Linked DNA regions of Mus musculus: region 1 is linked to region 2. The links are chromatin contacts, called in public HiChIP or PLAC-seq maps. All regions are on one chromosome and are shown on one strand. Each heading gives the region's core, a stretch centred on a gene start, on an enhancer-like site or on the middle of the called end of the contact. The rest is flanking DNA. Distances are from core to core; before and after follow the strand shown.

What was found. HiChIP or PLAC-seq counts read pairs in DNA pulled down with a chosen protein or histone mark.
Region 1: a contact with region 2 is called in an H3K27ac HiChIP or PLAC-seq map of thymic regulatory T cells, with 6 times the contacts expected there. The contact joins two enhancer-like sites. A contact is called at or near these places in 2 of 115 datasets of contacts at active chromatin or transcription factors (regulatory T cells and thymic regulatory T cells).

What each region holds. Positions count from the first base shown.
Region 1 is chr6:50,375,357-50,380,739 of GRCm38.p6, reverse strand. The region is part of intron 2 of Osbpl3 (oxysterol binding protein-like 3); the gene reads left to right. Among named protein-coding and RNA genes, the nearest start is that of Gm52900, 3.6 kb to the left of the region's middle. Within about 2 kb of position 2,704, at least 157 of the 459 cell types and tissues checked have an H3K27ac peak or open chromatin away from gene starts, as enhancers often do. A contact at or near this core is called in regulatory T cells and thymic regulatory T cells, where this site is marked.
Region 2 is chr6:49,583,041-49,588,159 of GRCm38.p6, reverse strand. No RefSeq gene overlaps it. Among named protein-coding and RNA genes, the nearest start is that of Gm31226, 48 kb to the left of the region's middle. Within about 2 kb of position 1,424, at least 14 of the 459 cell types and tissues checked have an H3K27ac peak or open chromatin away from gene starts, as enhancers often do. A contact at or near this core is called in regulatory T cells and thymic regulatory T cells, where this site is marked.

The DNA of each region.
Region 1 (5,383 bases), core at 1,455-3,954, 790 kb before region 2:
CCATGTGGGTGATCATGCAGCAAGGAGAGTGCTAGTTTGTTGGAGAAAACATCTCACTGGAAGAATGGCTCTCCACTGTTGACTGAGAATTGGATCTCCCCTGTCAGCCCTATTCAGAAAATATGGGATTATTTAAGGCAAGCATGATACCTACCTGGAACTTGAAAACCCTCCTCATTTAAACAAGGAGGAAGATTTTTATCCCCAGGACATCCTGTTTCTGTTCTAGAAGCCAATCAGGGAAGAAGTGGCTGGCACTTCCAACTGAGGGGCACAGAAATAATCCAAGAAACCTAGTTTTAAGGAAACTTTTTGTCTTTATAGGACTGACATCATTTATGCTAAATCCATAAGACTCAAAACATAAGTGACTTTATTAATAGGCTTGAATTCTGTTTTTCTTTTTCTTTTTTTTAAAGATTTATTTATTTATTATATGTAAGTACACTATAGCTGTCCTCAGATACTCCAGAAGAGGGCATCAGATTTCGTTACGGATGGTTGTGAGCCACCATGTGGTTGCTGGGACTTGAACTCAGAACCTTCAGAAGAGCAGTTGGCGCTCTTAACCACTGAGCCATCTCGCCATCCCCTGTTTTTCTTTTATTAACTGTCCAGATACAGTTACTTCTATGCTGGGATGGTGACCAGAAGTCATGGCTCTCATTTCTAGGCCTAGTTCTGTGTCCTGGTTGGAATCTGATGGACCAGAGGCACAGAATGATGTTTCTACCATCAGGACAGAGTAGACTGTGGAATGGAAGCTGCTCTGGAGGCTGTGCGGTCCGTATGGTTTGAATTATGGCAGTTAGAATTGCAGGGCCAGCATGCTTGCCGAGAGATTTGCTAACCTGATCAAGAGAGTTGAGCGGAAGATTGGTAAGAAGGAATAGAAGAACATTAAAATGTGATTGAGTGGAGAACAGGAGTATGAGAAAGTTTAGGAGGGGGCTGCAGATGTCCTGAGACTCAGCAGGACCAGGGCTGTGCATCCCTAGGCAGATGGAGATGGAGCTTTGTCAGATGCCAAGCACCTTGCTAGAAGGAGGGTTGATGGCTCATTTCCCCCTGCAGGCTTTATTCTCCCCCCACCCCCCAATAAACTCTTAACTTCTCCCTTTAGTTGCTGTCCTTAGAAACCTGAGAAAATAACGCAGGGGCTGCCTCCTTGTGTTTCCTTCAAGCACAATAAAGAAGCCTTGGCCAGAGACATAAAGTGGCAGGGAGAGATGACAAACTAAAGAAGTATGCTTTAGACATGGCTGAGGGCTCTACAGGCATTTCAGAGAAGTCTGTGAATGGCACGCATGAAAAGGAAGACATGCCCACAAGGTTTCTGAGCCTGTCCCAAATGGAACAGGAAGTGAGGCGTGTGCCTGTGGGAAGACATGTGCTCCTAATAACTCTTGCTACCAATCTTTGGACATGGCTTTTCTACAGAGTGCAGAGCCGGATAAAATGCCGCCTGTAAGTGGGATGCATCCCAGCCTCCAGCCGTCAGGATGCAGAGAATGACTCCAGCTACAGGAAACATGACTAATACTTTCATAGTCCAAAAGTAAAGCTGGAGTCCAAAAGGGAAACAAAGCTGTTTGGGGATGGGGAGAGGTGGAGGAAAGGCTTTATGGAGAAGGCACTGTCTAAAATGGTTTGAGGAGGATGGAGGACATTTCTGCAGATGGGGAAGAAAAAGCGGGTGAGGAGGGGTTCCATGAAGACAGATGAATGAGGATAAAGGCGTGCCACTGTGGGAGGGTGGAGTACCCTGAGCTTTTATGAGTGTGATATTTTGGAGATGGAGGTTGAGTAGTAGCAGCTAAAATATTGGCATTTCAAAATTTCCTGTCATCAACATCTGTTGTCAGGTGAGAAAACCACCCATTTAGTAATGTGCATCAAGTGGCAGAGAGCTGGAGTCCAAGGACCTCCGTAAACGGTATCGGTATCGTGGCAAGTGTCACACGCCGGCTTTGCGATGTCTACTTACCCTCTGCAGCTTGGGGATGAGGAGCAGGAGGGAAAGCCTGGGCCGTGACGAGGTCATGGGACTATGAGATGAGTAAGGAAGTAAGCAAGGAGAGAAACAGGATCCGTGGTTTTGAGAATAAAAGAATATAAAGCCAGTCGGAGGTGATGAGCATAGAGGAAGCCACTCTTGGTATTTGGGAATCTGGGAGGAGTCTGTTTGGATGAGGGCTGTGTGGTTGGTTGGGAAATCAGAACCAGGTGTCAGCTTGACCGCCAAGAGAGTTACTAGGAGCTTTGATGTTGGAGGGATCAGTCCCGGGCCTCAGCAGGCTGTGGGGAGGGGAAAGAGCTGGGTGTGAGCTGCCTTACTGAAACTCTGGGCACAGGTAAGATCGCCGAGAGTGGAGTCGTCTAGGAAGAATACATGAGGGCAGAACCTTCATAGATGCCTCTGGTAGCGCTTGTACTTCCCATGAGCATGCGCAGGACAGCTAAGGCGTGGAAACACCCTAAGGCCCGGGGACCCGTGAATGCATCAAGAACCCAGTGCCAGCATGTGGCCTGTCATACAACCAGAACAATCCTATTGCAGACAAAAGCATGGATCATGTGTTAAGTGAAATTGGCCAGTTGCAGAAAGAGGAACACTGGGCAGCCTCACTTATGTAAGCTGTCTGAAATAGTCACACGCAGAGACGCAGCGATGGGAGGAGGGAGAGAACAGGATGTTGCTGGGCTGGTTACAGGGTTGTGTTTCTGCAAGGTAAGCTCTGGAGATCTGGTGAGCAACCTCCTGCCTGTAGATAAGAAGCCTGCGCGGTACACCCGAAGTCTGCTAACTTCACATTAAGTACTCAGCCCACAATAAAAGTAAACACACAGAACCCATTAGATGCTGTACCTACAGATATAGGTTTAAGAGGAAGCAGAAAACATTCTCCAGCACATGACCTGGGAAGGCCCCAGGGTGGTTGCACAAGCATGCTAGAGTCATGTCTGCAGAGCTAAGGTTTGCAGTGAGCTGGGCTCGTGAGAGAAGCTGGAAAGCCCGAAGACTATAAGGCTGGAGCCCCAGACCCAGAGCAAAAGCTGCTGGGTTTGGTTCTTTTTTTTCTTCCTCTTCACAAAACAGCAAATCAGGTTGTTCCATCTTTTTCTAAGGAGAGCTAACTGGACAGGACAGGCTGAACATGGGGACATCACTCCTTATGGTGAGGCAGCCGGAGACAGGTGCCCCGCTGAGTCAAGCGACCCAGGGTGGTTTGGCCCCAGCACACAGCAGAAGACGTGTTCCCTCAGTCTTCTTGGGAGTTGGGTGGAGAAACTGTTGGGTATAATGATTGAGATTGGTACGAGGTACCCAGAGTGGATGGCCTCTGGGAAGACTGTTAAAGGGACTATCTGAAAAGCTCTAGACTAATACGCAACCCTGGTTGCACACCTTGATCTCCAGACCAGAATTTACGAGAAGATACTTCTATCTCAGCTTCATTCTGGAGTTACGGCTGATGTGGTTCAGGCTCCCACAGACAATGACCGGCATACAGGGGTGGATCCTAACTCTGCACAGGGTTCTGTCCACCCACTCTGAAATGCTGGAATGACTATCGTCCAGCAGAGCAACAGCTCACGCTTAGGAAAGGAAACAGTTTGGGTTCTGCTTAAGATGTGCACAGTCACTCTAGAGTCCTTTCGTGGCTATGTGACTAGATCATCAGAATACCTCAGTGCAACATTCTTCTTCAAACTTAAACCTGAGGGTTGGAGGAGGAGACCTGTCTCAGAACCAGGAAGAAAAGATTTCTTAATACCATAGAGGTAATTGGTGTGATGGCTTGAATAAGAATGGCCCTCATAGGCTACTATATTTGAATGCTTAGTCATCAGGGAGTGGCACTATTTGAGAAGGACTAGAAGGTGTGGCTTTGTTGGAGAGGAAGTGTGCCTTTGAGGTGGTTTGTCTTTTTGTTTTTTGTTTTCTGGTTTTTTGTTTTTTTGTTTTTTTGTGTTTGTTTGTTTTGAGGTAACCACCCTGGCTCATCTGTGTTTTGGTTTTCTAGGGAGTGGCACACCAAATCTTGCCTCATGATTTATAGAGTAGGAACAGGGATTAGAAACATGTGGAGTTGATATTCGCCACCCACTGGTTAAGGAATGGATACAGCCAGCCCCAATGTGCCTTGGAATGGTGGTGAGGGTCTCCTCCAACCTCCCAAGAAATAAATACCAGAGACGTTGGATCCTATGCTGAGGATAAAATATTAATCTGTCCAAGTGGTGCCTCAACGTGTGCCTCAGAATCACCGGGAGGACAGGTTATAACCGGCCCCTGAGCTCTGCCCTCTTTTGAGATTCTGTAATCTGTGTTGGAGTCTGGTACTATCAATTTCAAACAAGTTCCAGCACCACGACTGGAGGCCACTGTATAAGGGACAACTACCACATCCACGCTCAGGGCCTCTGCATGGCTACGCCAGGGCTGTCAGAGGAAAGGATTCCTGCATCCACTCGCGAGGACTCCACAGGATTGGGATGGGCCACTGGAGGTATCTTGATTGCATTGGCCTACAAAAGCCGTAATGATAAATGCCTCAGGAGGCATGTGGGACCAGGAGTCCAGTTGCTGATTCAGGGATCTCTGAGATGCTGACATGAGGACGGATCCATGAAAGACACTCAGGTGTTCCCACGTCACTTAGTGACCCTTGGATGAAAAAAAAAACTTTATCTAACTCAAGGAACATGCTGATCTGAACAAAATGTAATAGCTTCCCTGTCATACACAGAATGGTCATTTATATCCATTCTTCTTTTACTGTGGCTTTTTCCAGTAAAGTGCACCAAGCTTAGAGTACATATAGAACTGTATTTTGGCAAATATGGAACTACCACCTGGCTTGAGGAACAGAACTTCTGCAATTCCCAGCAGCCCCTGCGGCTGATCCTCCTGTAAAGGGAAGTGCTGAAAAATCTCTTCTAATTCTTGTGGTGTGCTGGAGGGGCCTCACAGGTTCTGTGTATCAACCTATTACAAGTGTTTGATCTATGACAGAATTCAGTGTAAGGCCTGCTTTCAAGTCAGCGTTATCACCAAGAAGGCGGGGACCCATTGACTCGCCCCTTCTTCTAAATCATGTAGCCTGCACATCCAAAGTGCAACGCCAAATACTGAGGCCAAGGCGAAGTTACCCCACCAGGCCTCAGAGCTGGCCTAGCACTGTTCAGCTTCTTTAGAAAGCTCTCAGATCAAGCTGGTGGAAAACCAGTTGTATCTACAAGTCTAGTGAGCATAATTTATGCAAACACATGCCATTTGGGGGCTTCTACTAAGGAAAAGAGAATAGAGTTCTACCAAAATTGGGGGGAGGGAGGCTGGCGAGATGGCTCTTCAATTAAGAGCATTTGCTGCTCTTGC
Region 2 (5,119 bases), core at 175-2,674:
CATAAAAGCCCTATAATGTTATTGGTAATCTTAGGACTTAAACTATTAGTAGCCATTGATCAACCTGAAGTTCAAGCTTCTTATACTCTGCTGTTGTTAGTGCTATGTGAGACCTCACTCAACCCTTAACTCCAGGAAGTAGACGCGAAACCACCCCATTTTACACACACAGACTAACCCACAAAAATGTGAAACCCTGAACTGGGTATGGTGCTGCACACCTTTCATCTCAGCACTAGAGAGACAGAGTTAAGTGGACCTCCATGAGTTTGAGGCCAACCTAGCCTACATAGCAAGTTCCAGACCAGCCAAGGCTACATAGTGAGACCGCATCTCAAAGGAGGAAAACCGTGAGGCACCATCCCAACATCAATTGATACAAACCCAGTGATACAAACCCAGGCCTGTCTGGCTCCAAAATCCTACTTTTGATCTCCAGGCGATGAGTTTCTGGGAAGTTACCATAGCAGATGGGCCTCGTCTCTCTGAGGCGTTGGAAATAGGTTTCAAGGCAAAACAACTAATCACTCTGGCGAGCATCCCATCAGTCTGCCAATACTGTCAACTCCTGCTAAGAGATGGGGTCTAGAGAGGGACCATTCACAGAGAAAGATCTACTTGAAAATTGCTAAAAGATGAGACTTCTCTAGCCCACTTTAGCATATGGTCCTGCAGAGCCCAGGCTCAAAGACAAGTCCATGTGGTGTATTTTTCAAACTTGCCCACCTAGGCGTACATGGCACAAGAAACGATGGTCTCAGTCACCACCGTGCAGATGTGGGAGGCCATCCCTTTTTTCGGTATGTGACCTGAGGCAGATGACTTCATTTAAATTTTTGTTTTGTCATTTGGCCAGTGGATCAATAATTCTGTTGCTCTGTATAAATAACGGCTGTCACAGGCCAAACCATAAACTGGGTACATCAGCAAAAGTGTTCCAGGTATCAATTCAAGTCCCGTCCTCATGCTGCCTTGGATAGGCTGCACAGGAACCATAAGAAGCCCCATTGTACAGATCATTTACTGTTGAATAACTTGCCCAAGGTCAAAGAGCTAGTAATGACAGAAATAAGCCTCAAGTCCAAACCATCTAAGAAGAACTCACCCTGCCAAAGCCTACAGCTTCTTCGTGGAGTGAGGATTAAAGCACGATGCACTGCAAAGCCTGCCGGCACAGTAAGTGTTCAGTTAATGCTATGCCATTAGTTTTATTATAGCTAACACTATCTAAACACTGAAGAAGATGATGACATTTAAAACCAAAGCAGAACAGTACCACTCAAAAGAGTAGACTTCTGACCTTTTTAGAGCTGTCTTGTGAAGAAAGAAACACTACTTACAAAACAGGAACTTACAACCCATCTTGGAGAGATGGTGCCGCTTAAAGCATCCCAATGACGCAAACAGTTCTGTAAATGCAAAGGGGCTGAATGGCTCTGTAGACAACTGCAGAGGGAATTCCCCATAAACGTCCCCACCCCCAACCCTTGCACCGTTTAGACACTCCCTCCAGGCTCATCAGCACACTAATCACGAGGGCTCTGCCTTCCTAGCAGATGAACTTTAAAAATTGCTACATCCTTTTGTAAAAGAGAAGAAAATCAAAAGTAATTGGAAAAACTCACATTGCAATGTGAGTCCTACTTTTAATGCTAGAACCAGTCAGAAGAGGAAGACAGGACAGAACGGTTAGAGAAGGGGCTTTGGATGTTCTGCCCACATCAGACTCCTCTTCAAAAGGCAATTCCTAATTACCTCATGGAATTTATTTCTTGTCTACATCACACTCACACACACACACACACACACACACCTCTATAGAAAAGCAAGCGTCTCCATGAGTCTATAAGTCTAAGAGGCTCTAACAGATTTCATAGACTAGGATAATCATAAACCTTGAATTTTATTTCCATAGTTCTCAAGACTTTGAAGTCCAAGACCGAGCTATTGGCCAGTTCATGGTGAGGGTCTGACTCTTAGGCTTCATAGCCAGCCCCAGTCTCTATGCCCACACTTGAGGTATCTCTTTTCAGCTCTTTTAAAGGGCACACATCATCCCTAATGACCCCACCTCCTAATACCATCACCCAGGGGATGAGGATCTCAGAATGAACTGTGAGGAACACAGTATCCCCACTACAGTATCCAAGGGTCTCTCTTGCTCATTATCACCCCTCCACCACCCTGGATGCTCAATAAATGCTGTTTACATAAAAGATGAAAAGTGTCATCTCCATTAATATCCTATCAGAAAAGCATCCCACCTCTCTCCCTGTCTCCACCCAGAACCCCCACTCCTTCCTCATGAGGTGCCTTGTCACTGTCCAGGCCCCCAGCCGGTCTCATTTCTTGTACGGCTGTAGTGTAAGAACTGTTACATTCCGTTATAGTAGAATTCCCATGAGACAAGGACCCCAGAGTCTTATATCTGACATTTTGTGGCCAGCAGGGAGTATGAATGAACCAATGGATGAGGCATTAGTGCCACCCCTTCGTTGGTTGTATCTGTTCTCCTAGAGGACAGAGACATAGTCACCAAACGCTCCGTCCTCTGGCAAGTGTGAATTATCTTGAGCCCCAGCTGTTTTTGCTAAGGATTTTAATTATCCTTGGACCATGACCACTATAGCACTCTGAGATCTACGGACTTCTCTCAAAATGATGTTTTGAATTCATAAAATAAAATCCACAGAAACTGACCATACTTAATTAGCACTGGAACTTTTTCCCAACATTGTGGCATGGTAGCACAGTCCTACCGATAGTGAGGGCCAACAGTGACCTCGGAGGGCTCTTCCAAACCTTGGGCTACTACATTTGTAAATCTTCTGAATGGCAGTCTCAGCTGCTGCTGATGTACCCTTTTTATCATTGGAGGAAATTCTACACCTCGGTCAGAGAACACTTACTCAACCGACTTCATACTTGCCTTTGAACTCTGTCCTGGGCATCCCCAGACCCCAGTGAAGAATTCCTTCAGCATGAGATTCAGCCCCTACCTTTTTCCTTTCCTACTGCCTGTTCAGGCCTGAGAAATTAAGTAGAGGACACTTCAGTGTTCCTTTCCTATTGCAGTCTGGGATGGGATGGCAGCTACCTTAAGGGGAAAGGCATTCTATCCAGGCATCATACACTAAAGTAAAAGCGTACACACCAGATGCACACACTAGCTGGGCTCCTTCACTCCCTGGCTTTATGACCTGGGCAAACATCATCCTCACTGATGATGAGGCTGCAAGCAAAGGCTCAGGTGAACCTGTAAGGAAAGACAAATATTCTGCACCACATCCTGGCTACAGAGCGAACTACAGTCATGAACTTACACGTAAGAGCCCACACGTGCACTTAGCACAAGTCCATCCCAGTCTCACCCCATCTCTCTCCACAGGTACTCCATACTAAAGTCCCCCACATTTTCTAATGCCAGCTTCTCCCACCTCTGCTCCACACTTGAGCTTTTCCTAGCCTTGGCAAGCCTGCAGACCCAGTGAGACAGGGTTAGAACCTCCCAGGGCTGACTGGGCTGACTGGGCTGACTGGGCTGAAGGTGTGAGAACGGGTGAGGCTGGTCAAGCTGTCCTCTGCCTCAGAGCTTCACATTAGCACATTCCAAACAAGTCTGTCTCTGTCGGTGCCACAGCAAGGAGCAAGCAGACACTTCATTCTGAGGATCACAATCAGTGTTCGGTTTTCTTCCTCACACATTTCTTCACCTGGGAAGAAACGACCAGGGAAGGCAATGAGGCAATGGCAAACACCACAAGAGGAGGAAGCAGAAGAAGCAAGCTAGGTCACAAGCAGCACTTTTTTCCCCCTAGTTTTATTTCTCCCTAATAAATACTTATGTTTTAAACAACAAGACTTCCCCAAAAGCAGAGAATAAGTGTTCCCTCCTATGGCCATGAAGTGTAGCCACTGTAAGCTGGAAGCTGCCTCTGCCTTGAGAAGAAAGAGGGCTCCCCAATGCTCTGAAGACCTCCCCACCCCTGGCTGTGAAGCCTCCCAGAACCATCCTGAAGTCCGGGTGGTTTTGTGTGTGTGTGTGTGTGTGTGTGTGTGTGTGTGTGTGTGTGTGTGTGTAATTTCTTAAGTTGTTTCCATGTTGGTGTGAAACATAAGTAGAGGCTGCTCTTCAGAACTGGGACTGTCCTCCACCACACAGCCATCAAGCACAAAGCCCCCTCCTGCAGAACAGAGTGGCTGGGAATCACCTAGCAGAGTCAGTCACTTGCCACCTGGATAGATTTTAATAGGCTGATTTTTTTTCTTTGAGCCTGTCTTCCGCATTGGTAAAACAGAACTTGTGTGTGTGTGGGGGGGGGGGGTTCCTAAGGACTAAGAACTCAACATAGCAAGCGCCTGGCATCCAGGAGGGCTCTGGTGAAGCAACAACAGCAAAAACAAAACAGATACTATTCCTTACTGCGGGCCACAAAACCTGAAAGGAGGGTACAGTTTCCGAGGAGGAAGAAGGAAGAAGCTAAGACAAATGAAAGGCCAATCAGGAAGAGACATCCAAGCGAGAGCCCTGATTACCATGGGGAGCTCAGCCCGCGCAGCACCGCTGCGAACTGGATGATAATGTGCAAATGATTAGAAGGTGATTTTATGTCATATAAAAACAACAGCTCTGTTTGTACAGAACAGGAGATGAGAGCTGTTTTGCACAGGAGGCCAGTTACAGTCTGCACCCCAACTTCTCAGCAGCAGCCTCTCCTCAATCTCGGGGTGTGACACCCTGACACCCCGAGAACTCACCCTCAATCACTCACTGAGAACCTGGGGGGATATTCCCCTCACAGATGAAGGCAATAATTAAAGTGTCCAGAAAAGGGGACATTTGCTTGGTTATCAGGTTATTTTTAATTTTTCAATTATTCTCCCTTGACTTTTATAACCAAAACAACCTACAACTCTCAGCACAGATGGAATCCATTCATTGTTTATCACCTGGCCTTTTTGGTTTCTATTTCCCTTAGAGATATAAATAGGAGGCTGGTCACCCCAGTGGTGAAGGGGAGGCAGAGCTTATTCTCCTGGAGCTCAAGGAGGTTCTTCTTCCTAACTACACTAACAATAGCCAATTGTATCTCTGCCCACGTCTCACAGCCTACTGGGG